2 separate regions of the Sus scrofa genome follow, and region 1 is linked to region 2. Evidence: chromatin contacts called from public HiChIP or PLAC-seq data. All regions are on one chromosome and are shown on one strand. Each heading gives the region's core, a stretch centred on a gene start, on an enhancer-like site or on the middle of the called end of the contact. The rest is flanking DNA. Distances are from core to core; before and after follow the strand shown.

Evidence for each region. HiChIP or PLAC-seq counts read pairs in DNA pulled down with a chosen protein or histone mark.
Region 1: a contact with region 2 is called in an H3K27ac HiChIP or PLAC-seq map of alveolar macrophages. The contact joins two enhancer-like sites. A contact is called at or near these places in 4 of 47 Hi-C or Micro-C datasets (embryonic fibroblasts and fetal heart ventricle) and 1 of 2 datasets of contacts at active chromatin or transcription factors (alveolar macrophages).

What each region holds. Positions count from the first base shown.
Region 1 is chr8:16,768,734-16,773,635 of Sscrofa11.1, reverse strand. All of the region lies in intron 1 of ADGRA3 (adhesion G protein-coupled receptor A3), which reads left to right. Among named protein-coding and RNA genes, the nearest start is that of ADGRA3, 17 kb to the left of the region's middle. Within about 2 kb of position 3,490, at least 8 of the 83 cell types and tissues checked have an H3K27ac peak or open chromatin away from gene starts, as enhancers often do. A contact at or near this core is called in alveolar macrophages, where this site is marked.
Region 2 is chr8:16,689,328-16,694,306 of Sscrofa11.1, reverse strand. It overlaps ADGRA3 (adhesion G protein-coupled receptor A3), which reads left to right. Exons shown (of 19, transcript XM_021101068.1): 13 at 2,811-3,024; 14 at 3,236-3,444. Among named protein-coding and RNA genes, the nearest start is that of ADGRA3, 96 kb to the left of the region's middle. Within about 2 kb of position 2,971, at least 11 of the 83 cell types and tissues checked have an H3K27ac peak or open chromatin away from gene starts, as enhancers often do. A contact at or near this core is called in alveolar macrophages, where this site is marked.

The sequences.
Region 1 (4,902 bases), core at 2,241-4,740, 79 kb before region 2:
GCTCTACGAGTGTTTCCATCATTTTTCATCTTAGTGTTTATAAAACTTAAAATTATGGGTGTCCTGTTGCCACTGCCTGCAGCAGAGATGAGAGGTTGTTGTCTTCATATGTCCAGAGTGAGAGCAGATGGTGGCAGCTTGTAAATGAAAAGGACAGTGTTTATTTTTCGGTTGGGATGTTGATATTAAAAGTCAGTGTGAAGATCCTGGTCTTCTTGTTCTTTCAAAAGAGTGGGATTTCAGAAAATACTTCTTAGCTTTCTGTAGAAATTAATATGGTGGAGCTACTGATTCTACTTCTGATGTAACCTTAAAGCACCCATGATTGAATTCGCTAATGTATGTGGTTAAAAACTTCCTGATGCTGCTTCAGCTTTTCCCTAAAACTGATTTAGACTATCATGAGTAGTGCAAACTAAGATGTATATAAAGCTGCTTGGCCTCTAGAAATATATAGTTTTTTTTTAAATATTTATTTTTTATGGCTGTACCTGTACCATATGGAAGTTCCTGGGCTAGGGATTGAATCTGAGCCTCAGCTGCTACCTACACTGCGGCTGCCACAATGCTGGATCCTTTAATCCACTGTGCTGGGCTGGGAATTGAACCCTGGCCTCTGCAGTGACCAGAGCTGCCGCAGTAGGATTCTTAACCCACAGCGCCACAGCATAAACTCCAGAACACTGTTTAGTTGATCTTTGAAAAACATAGATTTGAACCGTGTGGCTCAACTTATGTGTGGAATTCTTTCAGCCGTAAGTGCTATTGTGCTACACAATCTGAGGTTGGTTGACTCCATAGATATGGAGGAACTGTGTGAACCAAGAGCTGACTGTAAGTTACACTCACATTTTCCACTGAGTGCAGGGCGGGTACACCCAACCCCCATGGCTTTCAAGGGTCAACTATATACAAATGTCCTTAACGGATTTACAAGTTCTAGTGACAACCAACATTTGTGATATTTATCACATAACCTGATATTGTGCCAAGTGCTCCATGTATACATATCAGTTTTTTCTTTTTTTATCTTTTTAGGTCCGCACTCATGGCATATGGAGGTTCCCAGGCTAGGGGATGAATCAGAAATGCAGCTGCTGGTCTACGCCAGAGCCAAAGCAACTCCAGATCTGAGCCGCATCTGCAGCGTACACCACAGCTCATGGCAACGCTGGTTCTTGAACAGTTTTTTTTTTTTTTTTGCTTTTTTAGGGCTGTACCTATGGCATATGGAAGTTTCTAGGCTAGTGGTCGAATCAGAGCTGTAGCTTCTGGCCTATACCCCAGCCATGGCAACGTGGGATCTGAGCTGTGTCTACAACCTACACCATAGTTCATGGCAATGCTCGATCCTTTACCTGCTGAGCGAGTCCAGGAATCGAACCCGAATCACATGGTTACTAGTTGGGTTCGTAACCACTGAGCCACACGAGGAACTCCCTCAATTCTTAATACCATAATGTTGGCATTGCCCCCATTTTTCAGATTTGCCAGCTGAGCGTAGACAGGTAAATTGATCCTCTCAAGTTACATGCTTTGTAGGCTTCTGGCCAAGGACTGTGGCCTTTAAGTCTGTAGTTCTCACTATTGTTATGTCCGTAAAAGTCACAGGCAACCTAAATGTTCCATTTGGCAGGAGGGGTGGGGGTGAGCCTTCGTAGAACAGAAGGTACAGGACTGACTTGTTTACTTTAACTGCTTCCTTGGACCTGGCTGACTGATGGGAAAACAAAGTAACTGAGCTGCTGAAGGACCTTGATCAAGTAGGTTGTGGGAGTGATCAGGGCGTCATACTTAGGACTACAACGTGTTATTGATTATCAAATAGTCCCCTTACCTGCATTCTTGAGATTCAAAATTTTATCCTGGAGCAACAGACGACCTGTCTCAAACATAGCTGCCATATTAGGATGAAGGACTAATGACTTCATAGGAGGTGGTTGCGTTTTTTTGGTGGGTCTCCAAGTGAAGTGAAGAGAGTCCATAATGCTCTCTTTAGGGAGCATTCACCTCTACCTGTCAGAGTTGTGCCTGGGTAAGCAGGGGACTGGCCTTCCTGTCTTTGATCTGGATGAAGATGACCAGGAGGGAGAATGTGGAGGAAAGAGCAAGGAGACTGTGGGGATACGGTGGCTCATGGTGGCTTTGTTACCAAGTAGAATAGCCACCCTTGGCACCTCATGATGTTTCTGGCTCACTTTCCTAAAGAGTGAAATGAGGAGTTCCCGTGGTGGCGCAGTGGTTAACGAATCCGACTAGGAACCATGAGGTTGCGGGTTCGGTCCCTGCCCTTGCTCAGTGGGTTAACAATCCGGCGTTGCCGTGAGCTGTGGTGTAGGTTGCAGACGCGGCTCGGATCCCTTGTTGCTGTGCCTCTGGCGTAGGCCGGTGGCTGCAGCTGCGATTCGACCCCTAGCCTGGGAACCTCCATATGCCGAGGGAGCGGCCCAAGAAATAGCAAAAAGACAAAAAAAAAAAAAGAGTGAAATGAGGTTGTGAACTAGGTTATCTTTAAGGCTCGTTACCTGCTGAAAGTCATGATCACTGAGGTATTTTTAAAAACTCCCAGAGCTTATATGCACATTTAGTGAAGCTCAGGGTGTTGTATGAGAAGGGATTCGTTGAATTTTAATAGTCACGAAAGTGCAGGGATGTTTGTCTGGCGGGCATTGGGGCTGGTTGGTCCTTTGCGTCTGGCCCACATGGTTTCTGAGCTGCTCTTAGGCTAATTGCCCCTCACTCACAGGCAGAGACTTGCCCTCCTTCCCTGGGGGTACTCCAACTTTGGGGCCTTGTGCTTTCACCCTGTTCACTGGATTTTTTTTTTTTTTCTTAATTGTCCCTGGTTCCTGAATTAGAGCCAAACTGTCCATGAGCCCCCACACTGACCTCTGGTTGTCTCTTTGCACGTCCCTGTTCCGTCTGCTGTCACAGGAACATAGGTGATTAAACTCCAGCTCAGTAAGTCCGCCTGCCTGCTTGTCTGAGTTGTTGAGTATCAAAGGAATGCATAAGATGTCCATAAAGTTCAGAAACGTACACTTTTTTTTTTTAAGCTAGGTGAAGATGCCTTTTTTTTCTTTATAGGGCTGTCCCTGTGGCATATGGAGATTCCCAAGCTAGGGTGCCTACACCACAGCCACAGCAATGTGGGATCTGAATCGCATCTGTGACCTATACCACTGTTCGTGGCAACACTGGATCCTTAACCCATTGAGCAAGGCCAGGGATCGAACCTGCGTCCTCATGGATGGTCGATTCGTTTCCGCCGAGCTACAACAGGGACTCCCCGAAGATGTGTTTTTTTTTTTTTTTTTGACGTTATGCACCCACACACATTTTTTTTTTCCCCTTTTATTTCCAGACTTTATGGCTAGCCTACAGATCTCTATCATGTGATTATTTTCTTGCCTGCCTGCTCCCCACCCTTTACGGCTTTGCCTGTATTACCACATGTTTATTACAAATCGTTTGACGCCAGTGTTCTGGCTGATTCTGGTTCACAGCACTTCTCTGTTGACTTTCGGTACATAACTCACTCTGAGTGGGCAGGCCATTTCCTGGTCACGATCCCTCCTCCAGTGATAAAAGATACATTGAGATCATAATCGCCTACAATAGAGTTTCTGCATATGGTGAATAGATTTCCTGATTGACAGCACCTGTGAAGTGGGGGCCAGCCTTTAGGAGTGTTGCCTGAGCTTATCAGGAAAGTGCCAGGACCGACTCTTGATCTGGAACAGGCAAGGGATGGGGAGGTGGTGGCACATGTGCTCTTATTGGCCAATGGTCCTTGGAGCCTCAAACTCTGTTAATGACTGGATTAATTGTTTGGTTTTATAATCTTAGGATCACATGGCTTTGTGTACTTCCCTGTTGGATAGTTTCAACAGCTACTTTAAAAGTCACCTAAATTTCCAGGGCTCTCAGGAGATTTCTTACCAGTAGAATTGTCTTCAGTACAAGCAGTCTGTACTTAGTGGTGAGCCTTGTCTGTGTCGGAAATAATGATCTCATTCCTCAGTGATGGTTTCCAAACGTGTTCTCCAGGCACCTTCTCAAAGAGACTCGCGCCTGGCATTTGGATTAGCTGCCTAAGGATTTGGGGGAGATCATATTGGAAAATGTTGGTTCCTATAGATTGATGTCATACAAATTAGTCAGAAAAGACAGATGATCCATTAGAAATATGGGCTAATAATAGGTCAGGTTTGCTTAGTGTGCCAGATCTTGATGTCAGGTGTTACAAGTGTTGAGCTGTGTTAGTTGATTCTCATAGTTCCCTAATGAGGTCATTATCGTTATGTTCCCTCTTTTGTCCATGAGCCAGTGGGACATAGAAGCTCATTAATTTCCCTGAGGTAACCCTGGTAGTAAGTGGTGGGACTAGGCTTTGAGTTGAGGCAGTCTGACTGGAGAGCTCACACTTATAACCAATGTGTGGTCATGGTCAAAGGACACTTCCAGACCTTCATGGGAAGGGAGCACAAACTTAAAATGGGATGTGCGGAGTTCCCGTCATTGCGCAGTGGTTAATGAACCCAACTGGGATCCATGAGGACGGGTTCCACCCCTGGCCTTGCTCAGTGGGTTAAGGATCCGGTGTTGCCGTGAGCTGTGGTGTAGGTTATAGATGCGGATTGGATCTGGCATCATTGTGGCTGTGGCATAGGCTGGTAGCCGAGGCTCTGTTTAGACCCCTAGCCTGGGAACCTCCAAATGCTGTGGATGCGGCCCTAAAAGAAGACAAAAGACCAAAAAAAAAAAAAAAAAAAAAAAAAGGAAAAAAAATGGGATGTGCAAATGACAATGATGAGGTATTGGGGTTCCTGTTGTGGCCCAGTGTAGGTAGAGGACCTGACTTGTCTCTGTGAGGATATAGCCCTGGCCTCACGCAGTGGG
Region 2 (4,979 bases), core at 1,722-4,221:
ATTTGTTCCTCACAGCCATTTGTTAGGAAGCCCCTTAGCTGATGAGATTCTCAGAGGGGGTAGACAGAATAGTATAGTTAGGGAGATACTACATGGTGAAGCTGGGACCAGAATCCTGGTTTCTTGTTTCAAATCCCGTGTCTCCCACTAATACATAATAATACCCATTAATATCCTTAGTGATAGATATCAAACACCAAGAACATGGTGTTTCCCTAAGGGTAACCCATGTTCTTCAGTGATTTTTTTCATTAGATTTACAACCTTCTGTAATACACAATCAACACTTCCTTTAAAGAGATTAAATATGCAACTGTTACTACATTTTTACTATAAAGATGAAATGTTCTTGATACTGGTGAAGTTTGTTTTTCCAGCACCCCCAGGCCATCCCAGGGGATCTTTGATGATTCAGTAATATTATTTATTGGACTCGGAAGGATATTTTAGAAGTCATTAAGTATGTATCTCATTTTTCTGGGATCTGTCTGTACACTTGAGTTTTTTTTATTTGTTGTTGTTGGGATGGCTTTACAAATTTAAGATTGTTCAAAAAAATTCGGACTTTTAGAAATTATATATCTCATTTCCTTTTTCAGCTCTCTTTTAGAAAGTATAGGATGACTTCATTTTTAAAAATTAATTTGATTTATCCTAAGGAATACTTTCCCAGAAAGCTATGCTTTGTTTTCAAGTCTTTTTGTGTTCACAACAGAATTATTTTATGAATTTTGACGTATTTACATTTTAATAAATTTACTCCTCATCAGAATTTTGACCTTCTAACTAATCAATCTATTGATGTTTTTCATTTTTGCATGCATCTTTATATACTTAGGAGGAATTTGTATACTCAATAGACATTTACTGTATTAGTGAATGAATTTATAATAAACTTTGCTTTTTTCTAGTGATTTTTATTTTTTCCATTATAGTTGGTTTACAGTGTTCTGTCAATTTCTACTGTATAGCAAAGTGACCCAGTCACACATATATATACGTTATTTCTCTCACATTATCTTCCATTATGTCCCATCATAAGTGACTAGATACAGTTCCCTGTGCTAAACAGTAGGGTCTCATTGCTTATCCACTATAAATGCAATAGTTTGCATCTATGTAATAAACTTGTTTTCCTATCGTATTTGTGAGAGCAGTAGAAAACTTTTTAAGTGTTTTCTCAGGTGAAATAGTTCTGCTAAATATTTTCCTAGCATCTTCAATTTAAAAATAATAAATAATATTCAAACTTCCAAAATACTTTCTTTCAACAGATATTTACAACATTGTTCTAAGCACAACAGTTAAAAACTAATTCTACAGCCAATCATTTGCTTCTGTAGCACCTTAAAAAAATGTGACAGAGTTTCATTAATTTCATAAACAATCAGCTACTTTTAACAGATACTAGTGCCAGGAACTATTATTAACATAGGCAGTCTAAAAATAAATAGGATTATTTGCATTCAGTAATTCTCCTATTCTAATAACTAAGGATCAGACCATGGGTAACACTGTGATGCTGCAGATTTTAGCTATGATGGAGCTGTGTGCAGAAGGCTGTGTGAGTCCAGAAGAGGAGCCCCTACCTGTAAAAGCAGTATCTTAGGGAGTTGTGTAATTAATCATTCCCCCAAAGCTCTATTTATAGGACTTTGCAAAACCCTTCTCTTGGCTGCCAGCCTCTCTCATCCCAGTCCATCCTTTGCATTACCAGCAGAATTAACTTACTAAAAATCTGACCAGTTTGAGTGTACCAGCTGAAAGAAGAGTAGATCATTTCAGCCAGAAATACTGATGTCTACACAGTGGCAAAAAAGTGGTCAATTCAGTGTGGCCAAGTTATTCATTGTAGAATAGGGAGTGTGAGAAGAATTTGAGGCGAAGGCTTTAGCCCAATTATATGGCATACTTAGGATTTTTTGGCCATATTTTCTAATCATTCAGGAACCAAGGTGTTATTTGAACTGAAATAATGTGATCAGATTTGCTTACGAGGAAATTCTGTTGGGGTCATGAACATCCAACTGGAGAGAGAGGTTGGTACCAAGAGAAAGGCTTTGTGATCAGTTCTTGAAATTGGGAATTTTGTAGGTAGTTGATTATTTGCCTTCTTGGTGTATATATTTTATTGAATGATGAATAATTTATAATTTAAAAATTCCTAGTAACAAAATCTGAGGAACATTCGGGGTGCCCAGCCAGTGTTTTCACTTGTTCCTCTTGGTTACTGTGTTTTTCTAAACCTAATGGGTTTCATTCTCAGTCTTCTGCTAAAATAAGAGTTTGCTGAATCTGAACTTCTGTTATGTTTGTGTAATTGCATTTTTCTACTGTTTGACAGTTGGGATCCACCATACATCACCTTAAAGTTTCATAAGCCCACATTAATTAGACTCAGGTTTCTGATATGCACCTTTTGTGCTCATTCACCACGTGTTGTCATAAAGTTCATACACAGTTTGATCCCTGAGATCCCTGTTCTGTTTAATGCTGTCTACTTCAACATGGAGTTACTGGGACAATTCGCCTTGTCGTTTGAAATCATTCCTTGTTTACTGCTTCCACCACTGTGCCATAGAGTTTGCATTTCTTTTTATTTTATGCTTCATTTGTTCTGTGAGGTTATTTGATCTTTAGACTTTTCGCTTAGCTGAGACATTGTTGTAACTATCGCATTTCCTATATCTACATGAAAAGCATACTTGCCAAGTAACTAGAAACACTCATAACGAAACTATTTCTGGTCTTTCCCAATATAGCAACTCTTCTTCATTTCTGATTTTTTTTTTTTTTCAATATGTTTCCAGAACACTGTTGTGGAGGCTTCTATTCAGCTTCCTCCTTCCCTTTTCTCACCAAAGCAAAAACGAGAAGTCCGGCCAAGTGACGACTCTCTGTATAAGCTTCAGCTCATCGCATTCCGCAATGGAAAGCTTTTTCCAGCCACCGGGAATTCGACCAATTTGGCCGACGACGGCAAACGGCGCACCGTGGTTACCCCTGTGATTCTCACCAAGATAGGTGTGTCAGCGGCACATGTGTCAGCCTATAGTCCCTGGGCAGTGCGGCTTTGTGATTTATTGTCCCCAAAATGCTTGTTTTTGTTCCTTCTCGTTTGCACCAGACACCAGTGGAAGGAAAAGATTTGCAGAGTACCCATTAGTGTATACATGGACATGTAATTGCTTATGACGTTTGTTTCAGAAACATTTTCATTCCCCGTTTCCTTCAGATGGGGTGAACGTCGATACCCACCACATCCCCGTCCACGTGACACTGCGTCGAATCGCGCATGGAGCAGATGCTGTGGCTGCCCAGTGGGATTTTGATTTGCTGAATGGACAAGGAGGCTGGAAGTCAGATGGGTGCCATATACTCTACTCAGATGAAAATATCACCACCATTCAGTGCTTCTCCCTTAGCAACTACGCGGTTTTAATGGTACGGCTTTAAGTTGATGCATAAACACTGAGTGTTCTAATGTTTTTCCTATGCATTGCTAAGATCGAAGATTTTTTTTTTTTAATTTTTCACATAAATTGCTCCCTTTAATGAAGTAAGAGATGACATTTGGTGTAATTCTGATTTTAAAGGGAAACTGAATTACTACTAAGTGATATGTATGGGATTTAATTTGGTATATGAACTTTTGGTCAACTTTATATGTGAATCAGTCCAACTAGACCTTGACCCTAAAATTTGGAGAAATTTTGGGTGGGATTTTTAAAAACAATTTTTTTCTGAGCACAAGGTCTTTTATGAGGCATCGAATATATATTCTTACACAAGGAAGAAAAAAGACAATGCCTAAAGCTAGCTTCTCTCCAATATAGTTCTCCGACTGCTTCTGCCCCACCACTACCCAAGCCCCAGGGTCCCCGGCTTTTAGAACCAGGATCTGTTTTTCTTTCTGGACTGTAGCCCATGGTGGAGAGGGGAGAGGGAGGCAGGAGCTGAGAAAGGAGCTGGGTATACAGGGCACGAAGAGAGACAGTCCAGTGTCCAACCCAGAAAGAGTGGCCTATTTGCTCAAAGATACACAGCAAATAGTGAAAGACTTTCCTCCTTTGCCATCCTGTGCCTTTTCCCACTGCACATCATAAATTTTAGACTCCTTTTGAATTTAGAGTCATAGTGATAATTTCAGTTGAGTTGCTGCCGGCAATAGTATTGACATAAATGTCTTTTCTGTTTTAATGCTAATCAAATTAATGTTGTTTTCTGTTTTTTACCATTATTCATCTCTATTAATCTTTGGTAAGGTACCTAGTTATTAGTGCATAGGAACAGATCTTTTTAGTAATGAGCCATTTAAGTGGTTCTGATTCCTAAGTTGATAGTCTTAAAATTAACCATGCTAGTTTTTATGTCGTGTTATGGTTACTATAAGATTCTAATATCCCGGAGTCTGTATAGCTGCCTTTAGAGGATGGTGGAAAAGAATTACTGATGAGTATGAAGGACATTGCCTTGAAATGCTTGAGGCCAGCCTGGGAGTGAGGATGCCTGAATTTTTGTTTCTGCCTCCAGCTCTGAATCTGTTCTCCAGACAATATTCTGTCATAGCACTAAATAATCTGGAAACATGATCTCTTTTGCTTTTTGTGAATTATTCTTTTCTTAAAAAGATAAGGGAGCATTTACCACTGGAAATGTCTTGAAGCAAGCTTGAATTAGAAGAGATTTTCCTCAACTCTGTTTTTTGGTTTACTCTTTGCTCCTCAATTTAGGATATCTTACTTAGCTTACCAAACAGGCAGAGGAGTGACGGGATTATCTAGTAGGGCATAAGGATTAATGTGTGTGTTATTGAGCCCAGCAGGCAGCGGATGGAGTCTGCCCTAGTTAAGACTCAGATTGTGTCTGTATTAAGTCATCTATCCTTCGGGTTTAAAGTAAGTATTGATAGTTTAGGAGTCTCTTCACAAATAGATGTTTGATTTCTGTAAGTCTGAATCTGGTTTCTGTAAGTTCAC